Regions from separate parts of the Sus scrofa genome. Here region 1 is linked to region 2. Evidence: chromatin contacts called from public Hi-C data. All regions are on one chromosome and are shown on one strand. The core of a region is the stretch at or near the end of the contact, and the rest is flanking DNA. Distances in the headings are between cores, read along the strand shown. Region 1 overlaps SYN3 (synapsin-3). Region 2 holds the start of TIMP3 (metalloproteinase inhibitor 3).

Region 1 (4,748 bases), core at 938-3,437, 86 kb after region 2:
TGCACAATAACCCAGAGAAGAACAAGAAAGCCCTTGGGAAGTGCAGGAATGCTGAAGAATCTCGCCTCTCTATTAACACAGTTACTCTCCTCCTCTTTCCACCTCTTAAAACCAGCTCCTCTTTCTTACTCCTAAGTTTTTTCTCCCATAATACTTTTGCTGGTGCTTAGCTAACTGACCCCTTTTGTCCACTGTTAAGCTGTTGAACTTTAGACCTGTTTCCCATTGCTCATGGATAAATTCTTTCTGTATTCCCAGAGTAAACTCCCAAAAGAAGAACTCTGATTGGCTCAGACTATCTCTTTGCGCTGCATGACTAACCGTCCTTGGCCCAGGTGATCACTCCTGCGCCAGTCGGCTGTAGCAGAACTCAGCACTGGCCTATGTGTGGTTCTGATAAAAATCCTGGGTGCATTATTGTCACGGGTTGTGTAGGGTGACCTACTCATCCCATGTGCCTGGGACTTTCCAGATTTTAAAACTGAAAATCATGTCCCAGGACCCTCCTCAGTTTGGGACAAACTGGGTCAGTTAGTCACAGTACAGTGGTGGGTGGGACAGTTCCCTACAGAGTTCTGCAAGGACAGATGGTGAGCTGGACACCTTTGGCATCCAGGATGTGGGAACGTCAGTGTTTTTATCCACTGATGGTGGGAGTGAAAATAGTTATGACCTTTCTGGGGCTGGGGGTGGGGTGGGGGGCATCTGTAAATATATATGAAAAGTAAAAAAAAGTGTGGTTTTTTTTTTTTTTTTTTTTTGTATTTTTAGGCCACACCCACAGCACATGGAAGTTCTCAGGCTAGGGTCAAAATGGAGCTGCATCTGCCAGCCTATGCCGCAGCCACAGCAACTTGAGATCCAAGCCATGCCTGTGGCCTACACCACAGCTCATGGCAATGCTATATCGATCCTTAACCCACTGAGCGGGGCCAGGGATCAAACCTGCGTCCTCATTGTATACGAGTTGGGTTTGTTACCACTGAGCCACAACAGGAACTCCAAAATATGTGGGTTCTTTGACTTAGAAGCACTTGAATAATTAACCAGAAGCACTTGAATAATTAACCCAAAATAATCAACCCAGGGTGTAAGGATTCACGTGCAAATCCGTTCATTGAAGCATTATTCATAAAAGTGAAGTAATGGAAGTAACCTAAATAAGTGAGATAAACCAGAAGTACTTCGCAGCCATTAAAAATAACGGTGTAGCTTCGTAAATATTGATACAGAACTTTGCCATGACATATTCTTAACAAGAAAAGGAAGTAATTAAGTATTTATTATTATAAAAAATAATCACATTTATGTGAAATGGAATGCATCAGAAAAAGCTGTGGAAGAATTCTCTGGTGGCCTATCAGTTAAGGACCTGGAGTTGCCACTGCTGTGGCTTGAGTCACTGCTATGGCACATGTTTGATCCCTAGCTTGGACACTTCCACAGGCTGTGGGAGTGGCCAAAAAAAAAAAGTTGTGGAAATACCCAGGGTGAGATTAGAGATGACATTTATCTTTAAACTATTTTGATTTTTCTGAATGTTTTGCAATGCATAATTATTCTTTCTGTATTTGGATTTTTTCCCATTTTTTAGACATAAAAAAAAAATCCTGAACCAAGAAAGCCAATGAAATAGTGTTTTCATTTAAAAGATGTTTTTATTTTCCAATTTTGTTCTGGTCCATTAATTTTAGGACACATAGGGGCTTGATTCACGTTCCAACTGATCCACTTGGGTTTGGTTTTGTTTAAAAACAAAAACAATGTTGACTCCATCTGAATTGCATTTATAGAAAATTAATATTGGGGTTTGGTTTAGGATTCAGCCAGTTAAGTGGTTGGTTCCTATTCTTGGTTCATGGTTTGATGCCGTTCAAGTCGTTCCTCAGAATTCCCACAATAACCCTGAATAATTGGAATGAAGGCAGAAAGGTTTAGAGCATGAATTATCCAGAAAATTTCTGTGTCTCTCAGCCTGAAAGGACCTGCAAGTGCCCATTTCCCCAGGGCACAGAACAAAGCCACAACTGGGACATTTCCAGAAGGCCTGCTCACCCTAACCATTGTGTGGCCAGAACCGCACTGCCCTGGGACCTTGGCTCCACTGCGCTCTCAACCTCTGCTTGCTCTCATGAGACTGGAGCCAGCCCCACTGCCCAGCAGGCTTTAGGGGCTTCCCTTTTCCAGTCCAGGCCTGTGCATGGTCACCCAAAGCAGCTGCGCAACCCTTGGTAGAATTCCTGCAGCGTGATGTAATCATTCAGCCAAAGCTGCCAGGTCAGAAAATGGCTTGCTTAAGGACGCAGTGAGTGGTGATCGGAGCTCAACATGCATCTTGCTCCTTTTTAACTTTTTTAAAAGGGTGTGCCTGACTGTGTAGAACACTTGGTACCTTTTTCTTAGAAGGAAATGTAAAGATGAGAGGGAGGCAAGCATGATGAAGGTCAGTTCCTGCCTCAGACAAGCTGCTTCTGTGAAGTGAGTTGGGGCAGTACATGCACCCCAGCCACCAGACATGGTCCCTAAAGAGCCCTGGAGGACCCTACTCCCTGATGCTTTCCTAGAAACCATGTGTGCCTCAGCTGGGATGGTTTTAGAGCTATGTTCTGGAACCACCAGGTGGGTAACCTTGGGAAAATATCTTCAAGTGCACCTCAGCTTCGTTTGTGAATAAGGAGAAGATAAAGCCTGCCATTGTTTATGACCCCCATGCATCAACATTTCTAAATGATTTCAGTGCTAAATACCCTTTATCATTGATGTTGCCCCCTCCTGCCACCCCTGACCTGGATGCACCATTGCCTGCCACTGACTGCACACTTATCAATAATAGGTGATCTTTGATCTTTGTTTCATTCGATGTTATGTGATGATAACACACAGTCTGATGCTCGGCACGCAGATGAGAAACACTGTGGTTTCTCATCTGTGTGCAGAGTACTGGCAATTTACAGAATGTTTCCATAGGCCTGTTTCCTCCTAATTCTCAGACTGACCCTATAAGATAGGTACAATTTTGCCCATTTCACAGATGATGAGACAGAGGCTTGGATAAGTAAAGTTCCCAGGTGCATTTATGAAAATTAGTGCCTCCATACTCTTCCCTATTAGCTCAGGTCTTAAAGCATTGCCTCCAGAGATTATCAGAAAGGAGAAGACAGACCAAACTGTTAGTGCTTAGAGCTCATTGGTACAGAGAGGAGAGACAGACGAAACACTTCTATTTCATACCAGGCGCTCCCACATCTTAGCTTACTTGCGCCTCCTAGAAGCCTCTAGAGGCAGGTACAATCCCCAGTTCATGGGAGAGGACACCAAGTATCCAGAAGATAAAGTTTACATACGTGGAGGCATAGAGACATATAAAAGGCAGAGCCTAAAATTGAAGCACTGATCACTTTGAGACAAACGCCCCTCACCTCCCTTTTGTCACAGTGGCCCTGAGCCCAGGGAAGGCTTGCCAGAATTGCTGACTGGGAAGAGAGTAAAGATTCTGAGCTTCTGGGCAAGGGGTGTTTGGGAAAAGGAATGCTGGGTCCCATGCTTCTCAGAATCTCTAGTGGTTCCAAGTTGAGGTCTAGGGGTGAGAGAGATGACTCACGTATTCTCCACATGGCCGGGGTTTTTCCTGACTTACATTAACCCAAGCCCCTGATCAGTTGTGTGGCAAGTGCCCACAATTTGTTCCTATGGGAGGTGAAGGAACATATCCGCATCCGCTCATGGTTTCTCAGCTTGCATCATTGGAGAGAGTCTGGGACTGGGAATCGTCGTTAATTCATTCATTACCCATCATGAGTTTTCATCAATATGATTATTTTTATTATTATAGTAATGTGTGCTCATGTTAAAAATTCAGAAGATGCTGAAAGGAGGACAGAAAAAAATCAAGTCACAGGAAGATCATCTTAAAGGGAGATGACATTCAGATACAGATAGGATGACATAGGAGGCAGCGGGAGGAAGATGGTCTCTTGGAAGAGTGAGGTGAGAGGCCAGGAGTGTCCAGCCCTCCAGGGGATGATAGGGTGAAGGGCCATTAGAGTTGGAGGGAGTGATTTTGGAGCAGAGAGAAGAAGAAGGATCAGGTCTGGGACAAGTTGCAGGACTCTCCTGGAGAAAGAGCAAGAGCAGACAGCAGGGTGCAGATGCGACTGACTGGTCAAAGGCCAAAGGGAGCCTCAGAACTAAAGGCTCTTAGTTAATGAGGTGAACATCAGTTTGCTGCAAGTGAATTCTCTTCACTTGCTCCTCAGTTGTCCCCTCTCTTCCCCTTAGTCTTTCTTTTCTCCCCCTTGGTCTCCCCTTTCTGCCTCTTTAACATTTCTTTTCATGCAGTTCTGCTGGCAATTAATTATTTCAGCTTTTGTCGATGTTTACAAGTTGTTTTTGCCTTAATTTTTTAAAGATTTTTTGGGACAGAATCCTACTTTGACCATTTCCTATTTCAGTGCTTTAAATACATTATTCCATTTTCTTCTGGCCTATGTGGTTTCTACAGAGAAGTCTGCTGTCATTCTTGTCTTTGTTCCTCTGGTCTTTTCTTTCTGGCTGCTTTTTTTTTTTAATTTTTATAAATTTTTTTAGGTTTTATTTTTTATTGAAGTATAGTTGACTTATAATGCTGCGTTAGGAGTTCCTGTCCTGGCACAGTGGTTAACGAATCTGACTAGGTACCATGAGGTTGTGGGTTTGATCCCTGACCTTACTCAGTAAGTTAAGGATCTGGCATTGCCATGAGCTGTGGT
Region 2 (4,297 bases), core at 809-3,308:
ATTGGAACGCACTGCCACCAGCAGCAGCCACTCCCAGCACTGCTCTGGTGGGAATGACACCCATGGGGTGAGGAGAGAAAGGTCATGTAATATTTGGGTGGGGGCTCCAGGCCTCAGGGAGCCTAAAAGTATCCTTCCAAGCGATCCACAAACCCAGGGGCCAGCCACATTCCCCCAGGAGAGAGAAAGGTGTACCTCACGGGCCCCAGGAAACCACTAACACAGGTGACCCCAGGTTACACAAATACCTCTGCCTGCCAGCTGGACTGACATAGTCCCCAGAGCTACCTCCCCTACTTCCCCTGGGCTCACCAGGCCCACCAGAAGCACCCCTCCCAACCTCAGCCGCTCCCCTGCCGGGTTCCTGCCTCCTCCCCCTCCTCCCCTGCAGCACACTTGTGGAGGCCCTCACCCAGGACCCAGTGGAAAATTTCCTTCCCCCTTTATGACTGCTTAAAACACACATGCTCCATTCTTCACCTCTGAATCGACACGGGCAGAGGGTGGCGAGACTGTCCCACCCCACCCCCAGCACACACACACACACACACACACACACACACACACAGCAGGGGCCACTGGACTTGTATGCTTTATGAACTGGAAAGGAGAGGAGAGATGTTTTCCAGCTGCTACTCCATCTCTGACCATCCAAACACAAGTGTCCTGAAAACTCCCAAACAAGTTCTCCCAGGACACTCTCAAGGCCCTTGATAAAAACTGGTTCTACTTCTTACCGAGTCTCTAATCAAGATGCTAAGTCTGATTTGAAAGAGTCACCATGATGTGACCCCTGGCATCTTTGTTCTCTTGGTGACAAATCCGTTTTCCATTGCTGTGTCCCCCTCCCCACACACATTCAAGGAAAAAAAAAATAACCTTCCTGTGAATTCTCACAGCTATATGATAAGTGATCCCTCACACACGCCACCTTCTGCTTGCTATCAACACTCTCAAACACAGTTTCTCTGGGGAGGGTCAACCCCAAGGCTTTCTTCTCATTTTTCTCCTTAAATCTACCCAAACTGGTCAGGCCAAGAAGCTCAGTTAGCACTTGCCTAGGGAGTGTGAGGCTCGGTTGGGTCTCATTGAAAAGAATTAAATTCATGGGTGCAGGAGATGAGGCAAACTCAGAAAACTTCAAGTTTCTCCTGCAACTTTCCCTGTACAAGTCTGGCGACTTTTCTTTTTTCTTTTTTCTTTTTCTTTTCTTTTTTTTTCTTTTTTTTTTTTTTTCTTTTTTTAAAGATTCACCGTCGCAGCGTTTTAGTTGGCATTCCAAGTTTTAGAAACACTCTCCCCACCTTGCTCCCCCAGCCCATCCTCCCAAGAGAAAAAGGAAATTTTCCAGATGTCAAAAGGACTATTAGGGACCTCACGCCCTAAAAGAGCATAGTTACAAGGGGTTCACTCTGGTCCAGTGGATTTCTCTGCAGGGCATCTCCCCCCTCGGTCAAGCCAGAGCCCCCGCCGCAGGAACCTGAGTATCTCCAACCCGCCCGAGCCTAGGCAGAGAAAAGGAGAGGGGTTCGCCATGCCACCCAGAGCAACACCCAAGTCTGGCTGCAGCGCGCGAGCGAGAACCGCGGGGGCTCCTGCGGGGACACCCGGAGCGCTTACCGATGTCAGAGTTGCAGAAGGCGTCCTGGGGGTGACTGGGCGAGCATGTGCACGCCTCGGCGCCCCAGTCCCCCAGACTCCAGCTGCCCAGGAGCACGACAAGCCCGAGCCAGGGAGTCATTGCCGCTGCCGCTGCCGGGCTGCTTTCGCCTCTCCAAAGTTGCGGTACACGCCGCTGGCGGGGTCGCTGCAGCCTGAGCTCGCCCGCCCGGCCGTGTGGAGCAACTTTGGCTTCGGGTACGCCGCCCTCCGAGTGCCCAGCGGGACGGGCTGGGGTGAGGCGAGGTTGCCTCGGCGCTGGCACACGATTCGGCGAGTGGGCAGTCACTCTGGGCGAAGAAGCGGGAGCTGTAGCAAGAGCTGGAGAAGCCCGAGGAGCAGGAGGAGAAGAAGCTGTCCCAGCGCCCGCCTGCTGCCCGCTCTGCGCCGCAGCCCGGCGGCCGGGTGATATAGAGCGCGTCCCCCCGGCACGCCCCTCTCCGGAGCGCGGGGCCCGCCCCCTCCGACCAATGGCAGAGGCGCATTACCTCATCGGCCCTCCAAAAAGGGGGCGGGGCTGGGGGCTCGGGGCGACGGGGCGGGGCCGCCCCCGGACAGTTCAGATCCTTATAGGGAATAATGCTGCTATGGGCACGCGAGTGGGTGGGCTGGACGTGCCTCTGATACGCGCTTGCAGAGAGGCCGTCAGAGCGGCGCCCCCGTCCGCTTCTTGCCTGCACCCTCGCCTCTTGCCCACCCTGCCCTCTGGGAGCCTCTGACCCAAACCAGAATCAACTGCCATCCACTCCAGCACCAACCCCTCTGGCAGGTTAGAGGTGGCCCTGGCCCTGGAGATTTTGTGGCTGGTGGAAAGGATAGCTGATGGCTCTCTACCTTCTCTGGAGAGTGCAGACTCTGGGGAAAGAACTAGGTTGATGACCTATCACCACACACCCCCGCTACACCCCTTACCTCCATCCCTGACTTTCCTGCATGGAAGGGAGCCATCTGCTTTTTGGAGCTAACAGTAATAAAAGATTGTTTCCTGGGTTCAGACAGAGTAAATTGTGAAGTCATTCAACAAACATTGTTCTGGATGCTGGCATGAGCAAAAGAAACTACTCCTATGGAACTGCAGGCTATATACATCAGTAAATACATAGGGTGATTTTCTAAGGTGCCATGAAGAAAATAAAACAGAATAATGAGCTAGAAAGGACTAGGAAGGGCGCTGCTGTCTATGGGATAATAAGAAGAAGTCTGGCTGAGGAGGTGACATCCTGGCTGAGATGAGAATGAAAGCCTCAGCCATGTGGCAGTCTTGGTGGAGAGAACATCAAGTGCAAAAGCCCTGAGCTTATTTAAAAAAAAAAAAAAAAAAAAAAAAAAAAAAAAAAAACAGTTAAATAGAAAGGGCAGGAGAAAGGAGTAACCCCATCTAGGGCAGACAGGTTTCCATCCTTTAGCAAAGAATTTGGGGTGAACTGACCCCAAACTGGGATAAAAGTAGATCATGGAGAACTATTAGCTGTAATGGATAACTGCTAATAACTAATACTATGACCGTTTTTATTATTCGGTAACACATTGATCCCGCCTTATATTTTTCACACCTCACCTCATTACATCTCACAATAATCCTTTTAGATAGGAAAAGCACAAAGTATTATTCACACTTTCCAGATGAGGAAACTGGCACAGTAAAGTGACGTGACTTGGCAACCATCCAGGAACTCGATTCACCGCTGCCACCTTAAGAGGGGCATTTATTTTCTTGGACCTTAGCAGCAGTTAGCTCTAACTACCCAAATGCCCCTTTGCATCTGGAGTTTTCTTTCTACTCTGTCTCTCTCCCTTTCTCTCCCAACTCATCCCTTTTGGAAAGAGGCTTAAATGATTTGGTTATAGAAATGCTCAAAGTTTGGAACAAAATGAGGACTGGGACTATTGCTCAGAAATGCAAGTTCAACCTTTACACCTCAGAGAAGAGACGTTGGAATGGCAGAAGCAGAAAATTTCACTGGAAATGGTATTTCCAAGAACATTTTTAAATTCCTTTTTTTCCCTTAAAATTTTTTAACTATAAGGAAGGGAATCTAGTTTCCACATTTTTCTGTCTTCTCTCCTTCCCAACTTTTAAGACCCTCCCCACCTTAATTCTAACTATAGCCCAACTCAGAGAGATCCCCTTTTCTCAGTGTTTACTTTAGAACTTTGCTCCTTGTTTCTTGAGATATAGTTGTACTATTTCCCCAACCACACTAGAAACACTTTGAGGCTTGAAAATTTTGGTCACACTGCTTTTTTGCCCTAAGAGTGCAAAATAGGGTCCCAGGAGGCATGGGTATTGGTGTGGACAGCAGCCCATTGAGTCTTAACCAGTGGGCACTCGGGCCACTCCAAGAATCCAGGTTGAAGGAGAGCATACTTGGCGGGATTTGAGGGTTTCCTTTATCCCTGCACAGTGCCAGTCATGTGGAAGGTTTTATAAGCCTTTCCACACCAAATCCACTTTGGATAAGCATCTTATTCGATAGACGCCTTCTTTTCTCTTTCTTTTAATTTTTCTCCAAATTACCAATAGTTTCTCCAAGGGAAGGCTCGCCTAGAATATTAGTATCAGAGAAATAACTTTTGCTGAACTTCAAGCAGCAGGGCTTTATAGAAAGCTTCTGATTATGTCCGCTACTTAATTATG

Evidence for each region. Hi-C and Micro-C count contacts between places; a contact is called where the count stands out from the background.
Region 1: a Hi-C map of skeletal muscle shows a contact between it and region 2, with 4 times the contacts expected there. The contact joins the enhancer-like site here to the promoter of TIMP3 in region 2. A contact is called at or near these places in 7 of 47 Hi-C or Micro-C datasets (embryonic fibroblasts, fetal skeletal muscle, liver and 3 more) and 1 of 2 datasets of contacts at active chromatin or transcription factors (skeletal muscle).

Annotation. Positions count from the first base shown.
Region 1 is chr5:12,326,119-12,330,866 of Sscrofa11.1, forward strand. All of the region lies in intron 6 of SYN3 (synapsin-3), which reads left to right. Among named protein-coding and RNA genes, the nearest start is that of TIMP3, 86 kb to the left of the region's middle. Within about 2 kb of position 2,188, at least 15 of the 83 cell types and tissues checked have an H3K27ac peak or open chromatin away from gene starts, as enhancers often do. A contact at or near this core is called in skeletal muscle, where this site is marked.
Region 2 is chr5:12,240,541-12,244,837 of Sscrofa11.1, forward strand. It overlaps TIMP3 (metalloproteinase inhibitor 3), which reads right to left and starts at 2,059. Exons shown (of 5, transcript XM_003126073.6): 1 at 1,621-2,059. The coding sequence starts at 1,741. The region is part of intron 6 of SYN3 (synapsin-3); the gene reads left to right.